Linked DNA regions of Macaca mulatta: region 2 is linked to region 1. The links are chromatin contacts, called in public Hi-C maps. All regions are on one chromosome and are shown on one strand. Each heading gives the region's core, a stretch centred on a gene start, on an enhancer-like site or on the middle of the called end of the contact. The rest is flanking DNA. Distances are from core to core; before and after follow the strand shown.

Region 1 (4,628 bases), core at 967-3,466:
TACCGGAAACTGGAATTTTGTTATCCCGGAATCCGGCGCCCGGAAGTGCCTGCACAGGTTTAGGATGTTGGGGTAGGCTCGCTGAGGCCAGGGGAGAGCCTTCTTCGGTACTTTTCTTGAGGCTTAGTCCCCAGCAGCCTCTCATGGGCTGGACCGACAGTCCTCCGGTTCCCAGCCCTCTGCGGTGGGACGGATTCCAAAGCTGCAGGTGTTCTCTGTTTACGCTCAGCGTGTACCCGCCTCGGTTCCTTGCTATGTGAGTTGCGGGTGCGGTCGGTGGAAATACAGTTCTTCCCGGGTTGCAGAGAGAAGTGCAACAGCGTCTCCTTCCCCTACCTTACCCTCTTTAATTCACCCTTGGGGTCTGGGGGAGACAGCGGGGGATCGGCGTGTGTGGTCTCCCGACCCAGCTCAACTCTATTTTGGCAGCGACCAGCTGGGGCTGCGCGCGGCAAGAGCCCAAGACCGCCCGCGCGGGCGCGAGCCCCCGAGCGCGCGTCCCCCGTGCGCGCTCAGTCCGCGTCTCCCGCCCGAGCGCGCTCTAGCTGCGGCCCTCGCCACGGAGCGGGAGCTGCGCGGAGCTGCCGGGAAGGACTCCTCGCCTGCACACCGCGGCGGTTCAGACCGACGAAAAAGATGCGAAATCGTTTTGTGCTTCTCTCTCATCTTTCTTGTGCCTGTATTTTCTGTGTTATCTGCAGAACAATTGATTGTGTGTTACACCCTGCTTGCCTTCCCCGTGTTTTCTTTTTCGTAAGTATAGAACATTTTTGGTAAACATTTCCTCAAGTGATATACTTTAGGGTGTAGTTGGCCCATAAAAAAAAGCAATCACTGCATTCTGTGGAGTCAGCTGACTCGGAAGGAAAAAAGAGGAAAAACTCAAGCCTGGGTTTTTCTTTCTTGTTACAATGGAGCTGAGACTCAGAGCTCATGACAGGCCCCTGCAAATTCGGAGGGAAGTTCCAGTCCGAAAGCCTAGGAAAATGCTACCAGAAAAGACACAGGTCCTTCAAAAACCGGGGGAAAGGCAGAAGGGCATGACTTCCAACAGACAATTACAGACCACTGAGAATCACTTCCCTTTAGTCCTTTACTTTTAGGATTAATTGAATGTAGTCTTGCTATAAAATTCACAAGTTTGTAACTCTATTTTTTAAATGAAAAGTAGCTTTATTTACTTATTTCTGTTTGTAAAAACAAAATATACTAATTGTTGCAAAAAAAAAAAAAAAAAACAGTAGCTCTTAACTTCAAATCCTTTATTAGTGATGGTCTAGTTTTTTGGGTTTTATTTTTTGGCGGGGGGGCATGGCTTTCATTCCCCAGGAAGATAAAATGAAAAGTTTTTACAGTATAAGCAGAGAATGAGACACCATACTTTTGTGTGGGTTGAAAAGTAACAAATACTTGACAGCTATCTGTTAAAGTTTGATCAGTGATCAGTCAATATGATTAACTTGTTTCAAATTGTTCAAATTTTAGCTTATTATTTCTGATTAAAATTATCAGCAAATATTAAAGTTGAAATTGTTAAATTATAAATTATATTTTCTCGCTGTTTAGGCTAATAGAATGCCACCAGTAAACACTAGATATAATGAATAATATTCATATGTTGAAATATTCATTTGCTTTTTTTGAACTGCAAGAAAGATAAATGTGTGATACACATACATGGGCTTATTATGTGCTTTTAATAAACATAATAGGAAAAGCCATGACTTAAAATGCAAAATCCATCAATGAGATTAAATTATATGTATGTACTAGCAGAATAAATAGATGATCAATAGAGCAACTCCTACTTACCAATAGGTGTAAGTCCGTGCTTTAAAGACTCTTGTAAATCCCCAGTATCCGAATTAGAAGACATTCTTAGTGAAATTATAGGCAGTTCTTTGGCCTAAAGCAGAAATCATTGAGCAAAAGAAAAGTGCAGCTTGTCAAATTTCGTGGCCTTGGGAAGGACACATCAGACTACGGTAACCCTTAGTGAAAGTTAAGAAAAAGCAAAGGGAAAAAAAAATCCAGAATTCATAAAGTTACAAGCAAGTCTTTCCCTGGACTCTGTACTTTTTCCAACATTAGTGACCTGCTGTAAACCATGTATCCAGTTTCATGATGATTTCTAATCAGAAGAGTGGAAACTTTTGATAGGCTTTGACTCATCACATGACTCTATGCAGGTTGATAAGAGGACCCTGTTATAAAGTGACAGCAAAAGAGATAAGAATTCTTGCCAGATAATGGCAAAGAAATGATTAACTCAGAAGTGGAGAGGTGCTGTGCAGCACAGAGTGGAAAGTTGTAAAACTGAGGGGTCAGAAGATCAGACTTAGTGGATAAAACTACAAACCAGCTAACTAACTTAGTCTAACTAAACTTTGGCTTGTGACATACCCCTTGATGTCGTCACCTCTTTGCATAGAGGAGGACGGACATAGCTCTTCTGACCTCTGTAAATATATTTTAGATGAAAACATTGGCAGACATTAATTCTTTAAGTGATGACTACAAATGTGATCGACACTCTGAAACACTAGAGGTAGCATTTCCAAGCTTATGGTCATTTATTTATTCATGTTGTGGTCAACCAACTTTTTTATCGGGCCTATTCATTAGATGAGGAGTTAACCTTAGCTTGTTTCTACATTGGTCATATGGCTAAAACACAATCTATCTCTTTATCCCCAAAAAGTAAAACTTATGCTTTGAGATTAATGCTGGCAAACTGATGAATATGTAATAGATTTTTCATAATTATAAAGTTATTATTCTTAGGCCGGGCATGGTCACTCACACCTGTAATCCCAGCACTTTGGGAAGCCAAGGCAGGCAGATCACCTGAGGTCAGGAGTTCAAGACCAGCCTGGCCAACATGGTGAAACCCCATCTCTACTAAAAATGCAAAAATTAGCCAGGCGTGGTGGTGCAGCCCTGTAATCCCAGCTACTTGGGAGGCTGAGGCGGGAGAATTGCTTGAACCTGGGAGGCAGAGGTTGCGGCGATCTGAGATCGTGCCACTGCACTCCAACCTGGGTGACAGAGTGAGACTCCATCTTCAAAAACAATAACAACAACAAAAAAACAAAAAATGATTTTTGTTTTTGAGACAGGGTCTCACTCTGTCGCCCAGGCTGGTGTGCAGTGGCATGAACTCAGCTCACTGCAGCCTCCGCCTCCCGGGTTCAAGCAATTCTCCTGCCTCAGCCTCCCAAGTAGCTGGGATAACAGGGGCGAACCACCATGCCCGGCTAATTTTTGCATTTTTAGTAGGGACGGGTTTTCACCAGGTTGGCCAGTCTGGTCTCAAACTTCTGACCTCAGATGATCTACCCGGCCTCCCAAAGTGCTGGAATTACAGGCATGAGCCACTGCACCCAAATTGGCCAAAATCCCTAATTTTAATATTGACACTCCTTTTAAACTAAGTAAATGCAGGTTGTGTGTATGTGTACAGATAATTTTTAACTCAATATATAAACATTTGTTGTAACAAAACTTCATATATCATTTGATGGATTTAGTAGTCTTTGTCTAAAGATTCACTTTACAGAATTTATGGTCTATTTATTTATTTAGAGATGGGATCTCACTCTGTAGCCCAGGCTGGAATGGAGTCGTATAGTCATAGCTCACCCAACCTCAGACTCCTGGACTTAAGCAATCCTCCTGCCTTAGCCTCCTGAGTTAGGACTACAGATGTGTATCACTACACTTGGCTGATTTTTAAAATTTTTTGTAGAGACAGTGTATTGCTGTATTGCCCAGATTGGTCTCCTGGGCTCAAGCAATCCTCCTGCCTCAGCCTCCCAAAGTGCTGGGATTACAGGTGTGAGCTACCTGTAAACCCAGGACAGTCATTTTTTTTCCTTTTTCTTTTCTTTTTTTTTTTGAGACAGAGTCTCACTCCATTGCCCAGGCTGGAGTACAGTGGCACAATCTTGGTTCACTGCAACCTCTGCCTACCAGGTTCAAGCGATCCTCCTGCCTCAGTCTCGCTAGTAGCTGGGATTACAGGTACATGCCACCATGCCCGGCTAATTTTTGTATTTTTAGTAGAGACGGAGTTTCGCCACATTGGCCAGGCTGGTCTCGAACTCCTGACCTCAGGTGATTCACCTGCCTCAGCCTCCCAAACTGCTGGGATTACAGGTGTAAGCCACCACATCTGGCCCTTTTTTTTTTCTTTTGTTTTTTATTCAGATTATTGTTAGTTATTTCCCCTCTTGCTTCACTTCATGTCAGTTGAAATATAGCATCTGAAAGTGCTCTCCACTACCTTTCAGCTGTGCTGCTGGCTCTGAACCTTGCCCAAGATCAACTTGCCTTTATCAGGTTTGGGTGGCTTGGGGTCTGGGTGACCCCTGAAGTCAGAATCAGAAGTGGCCACAGCCATGACTTGTGGTCCTCTGAGTATAAGAAATGTCCCCAGTTGTATATCCTCACAGTCTCATGAAAGTAAGATTTGGTTGAGTAGACCTGCTCATGGAAGGTGGGTAGTTTCCAAGTGGCACTGGTACACACCAAGTGAAATAACTGGTAATCCTGGCTGTCAGCGGAGCCAGGTCAACTTGCTGATATGCATGCTGTTTTTCCTTTGAACTTTAAGTTCTTATGTACAC
Region 2 (4,267 bases), core at 595-3,094, 370 kb before region 1:
CAGATGAAGAGATGGATAGAGGAAGGTATGTGGGAAGGGGCGTGGAGCTTCCATGCCCTTTCCGGGTGCGCCACCCTCCCGGAACCTTCACGGGTTCGCTTACAGGAAGCTTTCCAAACCCTGTCCTTTTTAGGTTTTTATGGAGGCTTCACTACACAGGCATGATTGATTAAATCACTGGCCATTGGAGATCAACTTAACCTTCAATCCCTCTCTCCTCCCCGGAGGTCGGGGGGTGGGACTGAAAGTCCCAAACTCTAATCCTGCCTTGGCCTTTCCGGTGACCAGCCCCCATCCTGAAGCTACCAAGGGGTTGCCAGCCATCATCAGTCGCTTCATTAGCATACAAAAAGACATTTATTACTTTGCAGATTCCAAGGATTTTAGCAGTTGTGTGCCACAAAACGGTTCAAAGTCCAAATATATATTTCACAATATCACAACTATACTTGACAGAATTAAAGTGTCAGTTTAAGTGGTGGAATACTTACATGTTGTTTCATGGGATTAGAAAAAAAGCAATTACTTCTTATCTCAAAATGCTCATTAAATATCGTCCTTAAATTTTTTAGGGCAGGCTCAGAGAGGTCCATAAGTATTAGTAAATAATCCCTATGGTTTCGATTGTGAAATTTCTCAGAGAATTTATTATTTAATTATGAGAAATTATTTAGCTAGAAACATTGTGATGTACATGTAATTTCATTAAGAAAACATACTATGTAAATAAGCTGTTGTCATAGTTCTGGTTCTTTTATTTAAAATTTCTCATTTATAAATATCCTTTGCTAGGAAAATGTCTGGTTTAGATTTCTGCGTGCTTAACATGAAATCGAATGCCTTGTGCACATTAGGCACTGAATAAATATTTGTTGTTTGATTTTGTTGATATAACTTTGATTTTAAGATTTTACTTCATTACTTTCCTTTACGAGAAAAATTTCTAAATTTGCAATGAGTTTCTCGGCATTCTGTACTGGCGAGGAGAGTGGATCCTAGCAGAGCTCTTAGAATGGCCTGGTGGTTAATTTTGCATAAACAATATAAAGGGCCAGGCATTTATAACATGGCAAACAGACTGATTAGCCAGGCTAAGGTATGGGGGCATTTAAATAAGATGTGATGATAATGAAGTATGTGTGTGGGCATGTTTTACAGGACTGCTGCACCTGGATTACGCTCGGTTTCCTCTTCCAGTAGCCTTCAGGAAGGTTGGCAGTAAGACAAGATTTTTTTGCTTTCTTTTTTTTGCAACGGTACCACTAATTGCGGTTTCAAAGCAGGCTCCTCCTATAAATGCAAAGGATATGCGCCCATTATTAGTGCTTCCAAATTCAAAGGGATAACATAAGCACCTGTTTTAATAAATGTTGAGCATTTGGAGTTGAATGCTTCTTGATAGAATCAAAAGTGCCCTCAATGATCCACTTCTGAGTTTGAATTTTATTTCAAGACCTGGATTGCAAAACCTAGAGTGAAGAAAGCCCTAATATTGAATCCTCAGTTTCCCCCACCTTCTCTTTCAGCCTCTTTCTCTGCATCTCCCACGCCACGCTGTAGTACAGTCCCCCGTAACTTCCCGCCCCTTGGATTCCACCTCCTGAGCGTTTTCCCCCCAGAAACCCTCAACCACTCTCATCTCCTTCAGTGCAGCCCACCAATCACGCCCATGCGCCTCGAAAGCCCCTTTTTAGTAGGGCTCCAAATCCCCGCCTCTCCTGCCCTTGCTCCCCCGCCTCCGCCCAACCGCCCCAGTGATTGACAGGCAGACCGGGCGGAAGCTGCGGCGCAGGCGCCCTGGCTCCTCAGACCTCCCCTCTGGCCGGGTCGAGGAGTTCCCAGCAGACACTGCGCCGCGGCTGCGCAGTACACGGGAGGCTTTTAATTCCATTGTGGAGAGGACGGCGTTATTTTTATTAACTGGAGGCGACGGCGGCTGCGGCGGCGGCGGGACCCGTAAGTGTTGCCGGTGGGTCCAGGAGGGAGAGGGCGAGGCCTGGGGAAGAGTCGCAGGACCATGCGTGCCGGTGCCGGAGGCGACTGGGCTGGGAATTAGTGCTGGGCGCGTTGCGGTCTGGGCGGCGGCGCGGCGGGGTCCTTAGCGCTGCGGTGGTCCCGGCCCGGGGCCCGGTTCCACCTCCTTTCCTCCCTCTTCCCTCTTCCTCCTCCTTTCCTCAGCCAGGCCTCCTCCGGGGTATGAAAATCGGCAGTGGGTTCCTGAGTGGCGGCGGAGGTACCGGCAGTAGCGGTGGTAGCGGCTCCGGCGGCGGTGGTAGTGGCGGCGGCGGCGGCGGCAGCAGCAGCAGCGGCAGGAGGGCAGAGATGGAACCCACCTTTCCCCAGGGTATGGTTATGTTCAACCACCGGCTTCCCCCGGTCACCAGCTTCACCCGGCCGGCGGGGTCGGCCGCCCCTCCCCCGCAATGCGTGTTATCCTCCTCTACCTCCGCAGCCCCGGCCGCTGAGCCCCCCCCTCCGCCAGCCCCGGACATGACTTTCAAGAAGGAGCCGGCGGCGTCAGCCGCGGCCTTCCCCTCGCAGAGGACCTCCTGGGGATTCTTGCAGTCTTTGGTTAGCATCAAACAGGAGAAACCCGCGGATCCTGAGGAGCAGCAGTCCCACCACCACCATCACCACCACCACTATGGGGGGCTGTTCGCTGGAGCTGAAGAGAGGTCTCCAGGCCTAGGAGGCGGTGAAGGGGGGAGTCACGGCGTCATCCAGGACCTCAGTATTCTCCACCAGCATGTCCAGCAGCAACCAGCTCAGCACCACCGCGACGTATTGCTCAGCAGCAGTAGCAGGACTGATGACCACCATGGCAGTGAGGAGCCAAAGCAGGACACTAATGTCAAAAAGGTAAAAAGGCCAAAGCCAGAATCTCAGGGAATCAAAGCCAAGAGGAAGCCAAGTGCATCTTCCAAACCTTCTTTGGTTGGAGATGGAGAAGGTGCCATCCTCTCCCCAAGTCAGAAACCTCATATCTGTGATCACTGTAGTGCTGCTTTCCGAAGCTCCTATCATCTGCGGAGACATGTCCTCATTCATACAGGAGAAAGACCTTTCCAGTGCAGCCAGTGTAGTATGGGTTTCATTCAGAAATACCTACTACAGAGACATGAGAAAATTCATAGTAGAGAGAAGCCATTTGGATGTGATCAGTGCAGCATGAAGTTTATTCAGAAGTACCATATGGAGAGACACAAGAGGACACATAGTGGAGAAAAGCCATATAAGTGTGACACTTGCCAACAGTATTTTTCAAGGACTGATAGATTGTTGAAGCACAGGCGCACATGTGGTGAAGTCATAGTTAAAGGAGCCACTAGTGCAGAACCTGGGTCATCAAACCATAACAATATGGGTAATCTGGCTGTGTTGTCTCAGGGAAATACAAGTTCTTCAAGGAGAAAAACAAAGTCAAAAAGCATAGCTATTGAAAATAAGGAACAGAAGACCGGTAAAACAAATGAATCACAAATTTCAAATAATATAAACATGCAGAGTTACTCAGTAGAAATGCCTACCGTGTCTTCCAGTGGAGGCATAATTGGCACTGGAATAGATGAACTGCAGAAAAGGGTGCCAAAATTGATCTTTAAGAAAGGAAGCAGAAAAAATACAGACAAAAACTACCTAAACTTTGTGTCACCATTACCAGACATAGTAGGACAGAAATCCTTGTCTGGAAAACCAAGTGGCTCACTTGGCATAGTATCAAATAATAGTGTGGAGACCATTGGTCTTCTCCAAAGTACAAGTGGCAAACAAGGTCAAATAAGTAGTAATTATGATGATGCCATGCAGTTTTCAAAGAAAAGAAGATATTTACCAACTGCCAGCAGCAACAGTGCCTTTTCTATAAACGTAGGACACATGGTCTCCCAACAGTCTGTCATTCAGTCTGCAGGTGTCAGTGTTTTGGACAATGAGGCACCATTGTCACTTATTGACTCCTCAGCTCTAAATGCTGAGATTAAGTCTTGTCATGACAAGTCTGGAATTCCTGATGAGGTTTTACAAAGTATTTTGGATCAATACTCCAACAAATCAGAAAGCCAGAAAGAGGATCCTTTCAATATTACAGAACCACGAGTGGATTTACACACCTCAGGAGAACACTCAGAATTGGTTCAAGAAGAAAATTTGAGCCCAGGCACCCAAACACCTTCAAATGATAAAGCAAGTATGTTGCAAGAATACTCCAAATACCTCCAACAGGCTTTTGAAAAATCCACTAATGCAAGTTTCACTCTTGGACATGGTT

The links. Hi-C and Micro-C count contacts between places; a contact is called where the count stands out from the background.
Region 2: a contact with region 1 is called in a Hi-C map of fetal cortical plate, with 1.8 times the contacts expected there. The contact joins the promoter of ZNF281 here to the promoter of NR5A2 in region 1. A contact is called at or near these places in 2 of 14 Hi-C or Micro-C datasets (fetal cortex germinal zone and fetal cortical plate).

What each region holds. Positions count from the first base shown.
Region 1 is chr1:57,680,420-57,685,047 of T2T-MMU8v2.0, reverse strand. NR5A2 (nuclear receptor subfamily 5 group A member 2) reads right to left here and starts at 2,216. Exons shown (of 8, transcript XR_013417335.1): 1 at 1,813-2,216.
Region 2 is chr1:58,049,745-58,054,011 of T2T-MMU8v2.0, reverse strand. It overlaps ZNF281 (zinc finger protein 281), which reads left to right and starts at 1,844. Exons shown (of 3, transcript XM_078002422.1): 1 at 1,844-1,969; 2 at 2,183-2,344; 3 at 2,453-4,267. The coding sequence starts at 2,197.